Linked DNA regions of Zea mays: all the other regions are linked to region 3. Evidence: chromatin contacts called from public Hi-C data. All regions are on one chromosome and are shown on one strand. Each heading gives the region's core, a stretch centred on a gene start, on an enhancer-like site or on the middle of the called end of the contact. The rest is flanking DNA. Distances are from core to core; before and after follow the strand shown. Region 1 holds the start of LOC100101536 (growth-regulating factor 3-like). Region 2 holds the start of LOC100216636. Region 3 holds the start of LOC100275474.

Region 1 (2,732 bases), core at 123-2,622, 150 kb before region 3:
ATAATGCGAACGCGGCCTAAATACGTTTATCTCGTCCAAACGCGGCCTAAATATAAGGTAAAAAAACACGCTCCGACCTCCGAGAGTGCAGTATTGGTGATGACTGACTGGTGAGTCATGGAGAGCGGGTTGGGGGTTGGTGGCTGCAGGTATCTGCCTATCTGCGTGCGGGTGTCAGAAGTCTGGCTGTATCGGTGTCTGTCTCCACTCCGACTTCCCGCTCCCTCGCTTCGCTGCCACGCCTACCTGCAGCCTGCAGAGTCGCAGTCAATATAGAAATAATGCGAACTGGCACAGTAGGCCCGCCGCGCCTCTCCTCTTCCTGCTGCACCTGGTGGCACTGGCACAGTGGCAGCGCCCGTCCACGGTCCACGTCCACCCGCGGCGAGCGTCTGACACCAGCCAGCGTTGCCGCTCTCCCCTTTTCACTGCACCTGCCGTTTTCACACGGGCGGCTACCAGAGAACTGTTACTTGTGTTGTAAAAAGTAGCGAAGAGCTGTAAACACACATACTTATAAGCAACCGTGAACGAGTGTAGATCAGCTGCTTCACATTTCCTCACAATCACACGCGACGCGGCAGGCGTACGCCGTCGCCGCGTCTCCGTCCGTACCCGCCGCTGGTCTCGTGGACCGTGCGGTGGGCGGGTGCGACGCGACTGTGAGAGCAGCGGGGGCCCGGTCGGCTCTCGTCGCGCGGCTGCAGCCAGCACTGCATGCAGGCACAGCAGCAGCCGCGGACACGGCAGATTCTGCAGCGCGCACCCTGCATGCTGTCACGGCTGTGAATGGCCTGCGCAGCGCTGGCAGCCTGTGCCGCCGGAGAACTGTCCCAGACACTGACCGGTACATGTGGAGAATCACGTCCAAGGCACTGACCGGTCGCGCTGCCGCGCGTGCCCTCCTTGCTTCGCTCACCTCACACACGTCGTACGCCCCACCCGCATGCTGCACGGCACGTCCCGTCTGCTCCTGCCAGGCTCCCATGATGACACCGAGCGAGCGGTACGGAACACAGCCTACTACAGTGTCTGACGCCTGACGGACGGGTTAGCGTAAGCAGCCAGATTCGCGTCCCGGAGCTCTCGCCTTTGTTGACGAGGTGAGGGGGGACTGGGCACGGCTGCTGCTCGGTCGTGCTGCCCGTTACAGTAGTTGGAGGAACGCAGCAGGGCCGTTGGGTCGGAGCACCGGTGCCCGTCGTTCGTGTGGTCGATCCAATGGCCCAAATCTCTTCCGCGGCCCAACAAACCCACACACGCAGGCGCCTGCGAGGCTTGCTCGTGCGACCCACAGCAGCCTGCTGCCGGGCGCCGCCCACTACAAATAAAACCCCTTCCCCATGGACGTCGCCCAAGAGACTCACTGCTACTCGCGCTCTTGCCACCGTCTACTCTCCAACCCTTCTGCCATCCCTCGGCACCAGCTCGCTGACGCTACCGCCACCCCTACCGCCAGGCCGCATAGCCGTGCTCCGCTCACCTTCTCTCGCGCTACAGTCTCAAGGGTAGCTAGCCAAGCTACCAAGCTCGTCAGGAGCGAGAGAAAGAGGCCGCCGGCGGTGCGCGGGGATGATGATGATGAGCAGCGGCCGGGCGGGCGGCGGGGCCACCGCGGGGCGGTACCCGTTCACGGCGTCGCAGTGGCAGGAGCTGGAGCACCAGGCGCTCATCTACAAGTGCCTGGCGTCCGGCAAGCCCATCCCTTCCTACCTCATGCCGCCGCTCCGCCGCATCCTCGACTCCGCCCTCGCCACGTCGCCGTCCCTCGCCTACCCGCCGCAACCCTCACGTACGCCTCTACCATTTTTTTTAATATGTTTCCGTTCACGTCTCCCGTTGCCGGCTTTTGTTTAGCTGAGCGCGCGCCTGAGCCCTGAGGTGGCGGTTTCTTTCGCATGCAGTGGGCTGGGGCTGCTTCGGGATGGGCTTCACCCGGAAGGCCGACGAGGACCCGGAGCCCGGGCGGTGCCGGCGCACGGACGGCAAGAAGTGGCGCTGCTCCAAGGAGGCGTACCCGGACTCCAAGTACTGCGAGAAGCACATGCACCGGGGCAAGAACCGTTCAAGAAAGCCTGTGGAAATGTCCTTGGCCACGCCGGCCCCGGCGCCGGCCCCCGCCGCCGCCACAACCGCCACCGCCACCTCATCCCCGGCGCCGTCCTACCACCGCCCGGCCCACGACGCCACGCCGTCTCCGTACCACGCGCTGTATGGAGGCGGCGGCGGCGGCGGCGGTAGCCCTTACTCGGCGTCGGCACGCCCAGGAGCAACCGGAGGCGGCGGCGCGTACCACCACGCGCAGCATGTGAGCCCCTTCCACCTCCACCTCGAGACCACCCACCCGCACCCGCCGCCGCCCTACAACTACTCCGCCGACCAGAGGGACTACGCGTACGGGCACGCGGCCGCCAAGGAGGTCGGCGAGCACGCCTTCTTCTCGGACGGCGCGGGCGAGCGGGTCGACCGGCAGGCCGCGGCGGGGCAGTGGCAGTTCAGGCAGCTCGGGGTGGAGACGAAGCCGGGCCCCACGCCGCTGTTCCCCGTCGCCGGGTACGGGCACGGCGCGGCGTCGCCGTACGGCGTGGAGATGGGCAAGGACGACGACGAGCAGGAGGAGAGGCGCCGCCAGCACTGCTTCGTTCTTGGAGCCGACCTGCGGCTGGAGCGGCCGTCGTCGGGCCATGGCCATGGCCATGACCATGACGACGCCGCCGCCGCGCAGAAGCCGC
Region 2 (2,700 bases), core at 199-2,698, 230 kb before region 3:
CCCCCGCCGCCCGTATGGCCGACCACGTGGCCTGGGCGTCTGGCCTGATCATTTCGTTTCATTTTTTGTTGTGTGTGTCCTCCCTCCCAAGGAAACAGATGTGCCGTTACTTCCTGTGGTCGCATGCATGTGCTCGCAGCACGCGTGCCGTGTGGAGGCGCAGGATTCGCGCAGGAGTACAACGGGTCATCCAACTGTCAGAGTAACGGATCCGACATGTCCCTGGATGGATCCAGCTTCTGGACCGTAGGGTAACGGCTCTGGACAGACTGGATTGTGTACTGTACTTGTGGCGTAGTAGTAGCAATAGTAAAGGACTTGTGGCGAGAGATCTGGCTGGCCTCCTCGTATCCAGAATAAACGGCAGCACTAATTAGGTCAAAACGCAGAAGCTCGATTTGACGTATCCATGGATGGATCCTTGATTACAGGCCAATCCATCGTTCTAGTGAAAAAAGTGACAGCAACGATCGCTTTGATTTCTGCCTACTCCATTCCATTGGCCGATCGGGTCCTCACTTGGATTTTAGTGTATGATGGATCACTATAAAAATTCCTCGATGGACTGCACAAAATATCACAGAAATAACTTTCTATGCACATAGGAACACGAATAATCTCTCGACCATAAGCATGCATATACTGGGCATCTTTCCAGAACGCAAACCACCGCTAGTGTCCTAATGACATGCTCGGTAGGAGCCAAGCAGAAAACGACTGGAAAACCAATGCCGTATTATCTTAATCAAGCAGTGAGCAAAAGACAAAAAAAATCGATTGCTGGGTATCAGAGTGAACAAAAGACAACAAAGTTGTTTGCTGGAACAAGGCTAGTTGAACACTGCCTAATACCTATACGTACGTCACTGAGAGCCTGAGAGGTGAGGGCTCTTCCTGCGTATTTCTATGCCTGACTGACAAGCTAATAAAAAAGCCTAAACAATCAGTAAACTATTCGGATCAAAATTCAATAAGCTAGGAACAAAAATCCCAGCAAATTTACATTAAAAAAAACATGTCTGGTGCCTGCCTGGCAGCCGCCGTGTACAGCGTAGCCAGAGAAAAACGTAGAAGGGGACGCTGCTGGCTCCACTCACAGCTGGCCACGCGTCGCAAGGCGCGGCGCGGAGAGCACCCGCCCACACAGGAGGCCACAGAGTCCGGGTCAACTCAACTAGAACCCTGCTTCCTCATCGCTGGGCCCCGCGATACTGGACCGGCCGAGCCGAGCCCACGCGCAGTGGCAGCAGATCGAGCCCCAGTTCCAGCAGAGTCCCACTCCGCCACGGGAAAAACTCGCTTTCGAAATCTCTCCTCTCCTGTCCAAACCCAACGAAATCTGCGCGATTCATAACGAATCGCCATAGTTAATCGAAGCATTAAACTGGGGAAAAACAGAGGGAGAAGAGAAGATAGGGGAGAGAGGGAGAGGGAGAGGGAGAGGGAGGGAGGAGGCCATCGCATCCGCCGGCTGGTCCTGATCCCGGTCCCGGGTCGTATTTGGGCGCCGCCGCACGCAGCAGGAGGAAGACATCAGCGCGGGGCGAAGCGTCGAGCCCATCTCCGCCGCGGGAACCACTGGTGAGCGATTTGTTCTTGGTGGTTTTGCCGATTTTCTTCTTCTTCTGCTGGCCTAGATTCGATTCCTGCTTACCCGGCCGCCGCTGGTAATTTTTTTGAGGCATCTGGTGGGTTGGAGTGCGCGGATTTCCCTCACCCGCGTGAACACTGGATTGATGGATTTTGGAGTAGTCAACTAGCAATTCTGACACAGTATTTCGACATCCATGTGTGTGGACTTCGTTATAACTTTTTTCCCCTTTGGGAGCGGCGTGCGAAACTGTGAATAGGCATCTCCAGACTCCAGTTCTCCACAAGAGCTGGTCCCTGTCACTCCGCGACGGGAAATCTGATATTAGTGTAGAATTATGTGCTTTCGTTTGATTTGCTGTCGCTTTTAAGATTCCGCCATCGCTCTTGTGTGATTCTCTCAGAAAAGTGGGATGTGTGCTCAGTGGGGGGTCCTTTTAGTTTAGCAAAGTACATGCAGTTGGTTGTTAGGTGGCTTTATGGCTGCATATTAGATTGAGACACTAGTTTGTTTCATGCTGTTCGTTACCCGTTTTAGCTGCCATGTTTTGGTGTTTTTTTAGTAGAAGTGAACATCTAAGGTTCTGTGGATGGCAGGAGTTTTATATGATTGGAATTAGGTGACCCAAAGCGGACATTGATAGAATGGCTTACAATTTGCTTGTTGGATAGATGCTATAACTGGAACATGAACGTGACCTTGGAAGTTTTTCGTGCTACTACTTCATGTTTCCTATTGTTGTGTGACTAACAAATAATGACTACCATCTGCTCTCTCGATCACACCACTGAAATAGCAATCTCCGTGCTTGCATGATTACCAGGCATTTAGGATGGTGGACAAGAATGATGGGTCAGAGGGTATTAAATTCAACACATCAAACCTCATTCAAACAACCGAAGAGGTTGCAAGAGCGTTTATCGCTGCGGCCTCGGCTGCCACTGCACAGTCTGCACGGACATCTGTAGTGTATTCATCCAAAGATGAGAGTGGCAGCCCAATGCAGAAGCTTCAGCAGCATTTTTCGAAAATCATGAAAGGGTTTTCGTCCGCACCAGACCTGTCAGGAACTTACAATCCGGAAGTCCTTACAACGCAAAAGCGGCAGT
Region 3 (2,700 bases), core at 144-2,643:
GCCCAGCCTGACTGACAGGCATATCTACCGGCTCCGGCTACCCCCCTATCACACTGGTCGCTGTTCAGTACTGCCGCTGCTAGCGATCGTGTGGTGGCGAGGGCGTCTCGCGCCGTAGAGCCTGCGTGGCGCGCGCCCGTGACTGTTTTTTAGCCTTCGAATAATGCTAAATAAATAAAAAAAATACTCGGTTGTTTTGGAGATAGACGACAGGAGCCTCCGTCCCGGTCGAGAATATTTGGCCGTCGCCTGCAAGATCTCGGGCGTGGGGCTGCAGGGCAAAGGGGGGAAGGGGGAGGTGAGATCGAGTGGCAGCGCGGCCCGCGACAGCGGCGCGCACCGGAGTGCTGCCGCCAGCAGGGGGAGCGCGTCGCCGTCGCCGTGGACGCACGCGCTCTACTGTACACACGGCTGCCTGGCGTTGGAGGGCGTGCACGTACAGCCGAGCCGTAGCAGGCATATGCTAATGCTACCGCTCGAAGAAGAAGGGAAGGTGTTGCCGCTTTCGTCTGTCGCGTCGCGTCGCATCGCATCGCAGCGCGGTTGTGCTCTCTTCGTCGCCACGCCTTTTCGGCCCGTCTCCATGCTGCTCTACTTTTGCTGACAAGCATGCGGCTCAGGCATATATCCCGTCCGTCCGTGCATGCACGAAGGAGCCTTTTTTAACCGCACAACAACGAACTCGTGTCAGGCCGCGCAGGGTTACCCTGCCGGGTGAGACGGTTTGTAAATGGACCGGCCGCCCCAGGCGGCGACGATCGATCCATGCATGATCCATCCGTCTGCCCGCCTGTAAAAAGCCTAGCTGCACCAGCAACGTAAGAGATAGACGCAGAAGATTTTATTCCACTGTCGCCATGACGATGTACACCGGTAGATGCTGGCCATGCATGTACTTCACCCAGACGGCCGGACGACCGCGCGCGCGTACGTACCCTGCAGGCTCAAATGTCTGCAGTGCAGACACTGCACTTGGATTGGATCACGGCTAGCTTTTACGCGCCATTGGACTTGAAAATGCTCGCCGATACATGCAGTCCCGTCCAAGCATTAAAGCCCGCGGCAAAAATTTGAAGAGAGGAACTTGTGGTCGATCACCAGCTCTACCAAGAAGAAGGGTGAGAAAAGGTAGTAGAAGACGTTCGCGGTTTTCCCACCCAGTAGATCAGAGGTACGTACGTGGCAATTTGCAACTGTTCACATGCTCCAACAACTTGGCATGCAGTAGTCATGTAGCATGCATGAGCAGCGGCGGGACAGTACGCAACAGCACACAAGGGCAGGCAGGGGCAAGCACGTCGCCGTCCCCAGGAGGACCACCGGCCTGTGGTCAGTGGCCTCCGCGCCTCTCAATATGTTCCAAAGAAGCCAACCTCCCATAAAGAAACCCTCGAGCCAATCCAGAGGACGTACTGAGGAGAGCGATGGATAGATGGCGGAGACTGAGCTAGCTTGCATGCCATTTTTAACAACAAAAAATTGCTTAACACATTTTCTAGCTAGCAGAGGATGAGAGGAGACTATTAATAGCTATAGCTATATAGCTAGCACACGCACCGGCAGAGCGAGAGCAGGCCAGCCAGGGCACAACCACAGCAGCTGCAACAACTGCCATGCATCTGTACTTGGTGGCGAGAGGCAGGGAGCTTTAGGCGAGCCTAGAGTCGTCGTCGTCTCCTCTCCCGATCGGCTGGCTCCTACTTGCATGGTCCCCGGCCCGCGTCTCTTTGCTCTCCGATCCGACCTCAGTCACGGCGCCCATCCCGGCCGCCCCCTTAAAACCGCACCAACTCGTAGCCAAATTCTCGAGCTCACACCCACATATATACACACAGAAATATATACTACCAAGCTTGCCGCTTGTCGCCTCACAACCTACGACGAGCGGCTACCTTAATTAGCTAAGCTAGAATTCTTGGGGGGCGCACGCGGCAGCGTCTAGCTCGGAGCCGGCGGCCATGGCGAAGCCGCAGGAGGTGCGCAGCGTCGACTCCTTCTCGCAGCTGCCGTTCATCCGGCCGGCCCCGCCCCCGGCTCCGGCGCAGCCGAGGGACGCCACCATCCGGCTCTTCGGCTGCGACTTCTCCAACGACGACCAGCAGCAGCGGCAGGCCAAGCAGCAGCAGCAGCACCGCCAGGACGCCGGCGCGGCCGCCGACTCCCCCGACGCCGCCAACGGCAGCTCGATCACGTCCGAGAGCAACAACGGAGCCAACAAGAGCGGCGGCGCCGACAGGAAGTTCGAGTGCCACTACTGCTGCCGCAACTTCCCGACGTCGCAGGCGCTGGGCGGGCACCAGAACGCGCACAAGCGCGAGCGGCAGCACGCCAAGCGGGCCCACCTCCAGGCCTCCCTCGCCATGCACCGCTACGTGCCCGGCCACATGTACGGCCTCTTCAACTACCACCAGCAGCAGCAGCACCACCTCGGCGGCGGCGGCGGCGGCCGCTTCGACTACCCCGCGCCGCTGCAGTTGCCGCCCCCGCCGCCGGCGCGCTACCCGATGTGGACGAGCGCCGGCCCCGCGGGGCCCTACGGCGGAGGCCCAGGCTCCATGTCGCAGCCAATCAACGGTAGCCCGGTGCCGCCGGGGCTCTGGAGGGTGCCGCCCCCCGCTGCGACGACGACCACCACTACCGCCATGGAGAATTTCGGCGTGCCCGGCCGCCGCCACGGCGCTGGTGGTGGCACGGCGGCTG

Evidence for each region. A called contact is a pair of places that touch in the nucleus more often than the background predicts.
Region 1: a contact with region 3 is called in a Hi-C map of ear, with 3 times the contacts expected there. The contact joins the promoter of LOC100101536 here to the promoter of LOC100275474 in region 3. A contact is called at or near these places in 3 of 25 Hi-C or Micro-C datasets (ear, leaf and tassel).
Region 2: a contact with region 3 is called in a Hi-C map of leaf, with 7 times the contacts expected there. The contact joins the promoter of LOC100216636 here to the promoter of LOC100275474 in region 3. A contact is called at or near these places in 10 of 25 Hi-C or Micro-C datasets (bundle sheath, ear, endosperm and 3 more).

The regions. Positions count from the first base shown.
Region 1 is chr4:182,166,820-182,169,551 of Zm-B73-REFERENCE-NAM-5.0, forward strand. LOC100101536 (growth-regulating factor 3-like) reads left to right here and starts at 1,373. Exons shown (of 3, transcript NM_001112552.2): 1 at 1,373-1,792; 2 at 1,905-2,732. The coding sequence starts at 1,573.
Region 2 is chr4:182,088,868-182,091,567 of Zm-B73-REFERENCE-NAM-5.0, forward strand. LOC100216636 reads left to right here and starts at 1,449. Exons shown (of 20, transcript NM_001360066.1): 1 at 1,449-1,581; 2 at 2,415-2,700. The coding sequence starts at 2,424.
Region 3 is chr4:182,319,978-182,322,677 of Zm-B73-REFERENCE-NAM-5.0, forward strand. LOC100275474 reads left to right here and starts at 1,394. Exons shown (of 1, transcript NM_001149539.2): 1 at 1,394-2,700. The coding sequence starts at 1,959.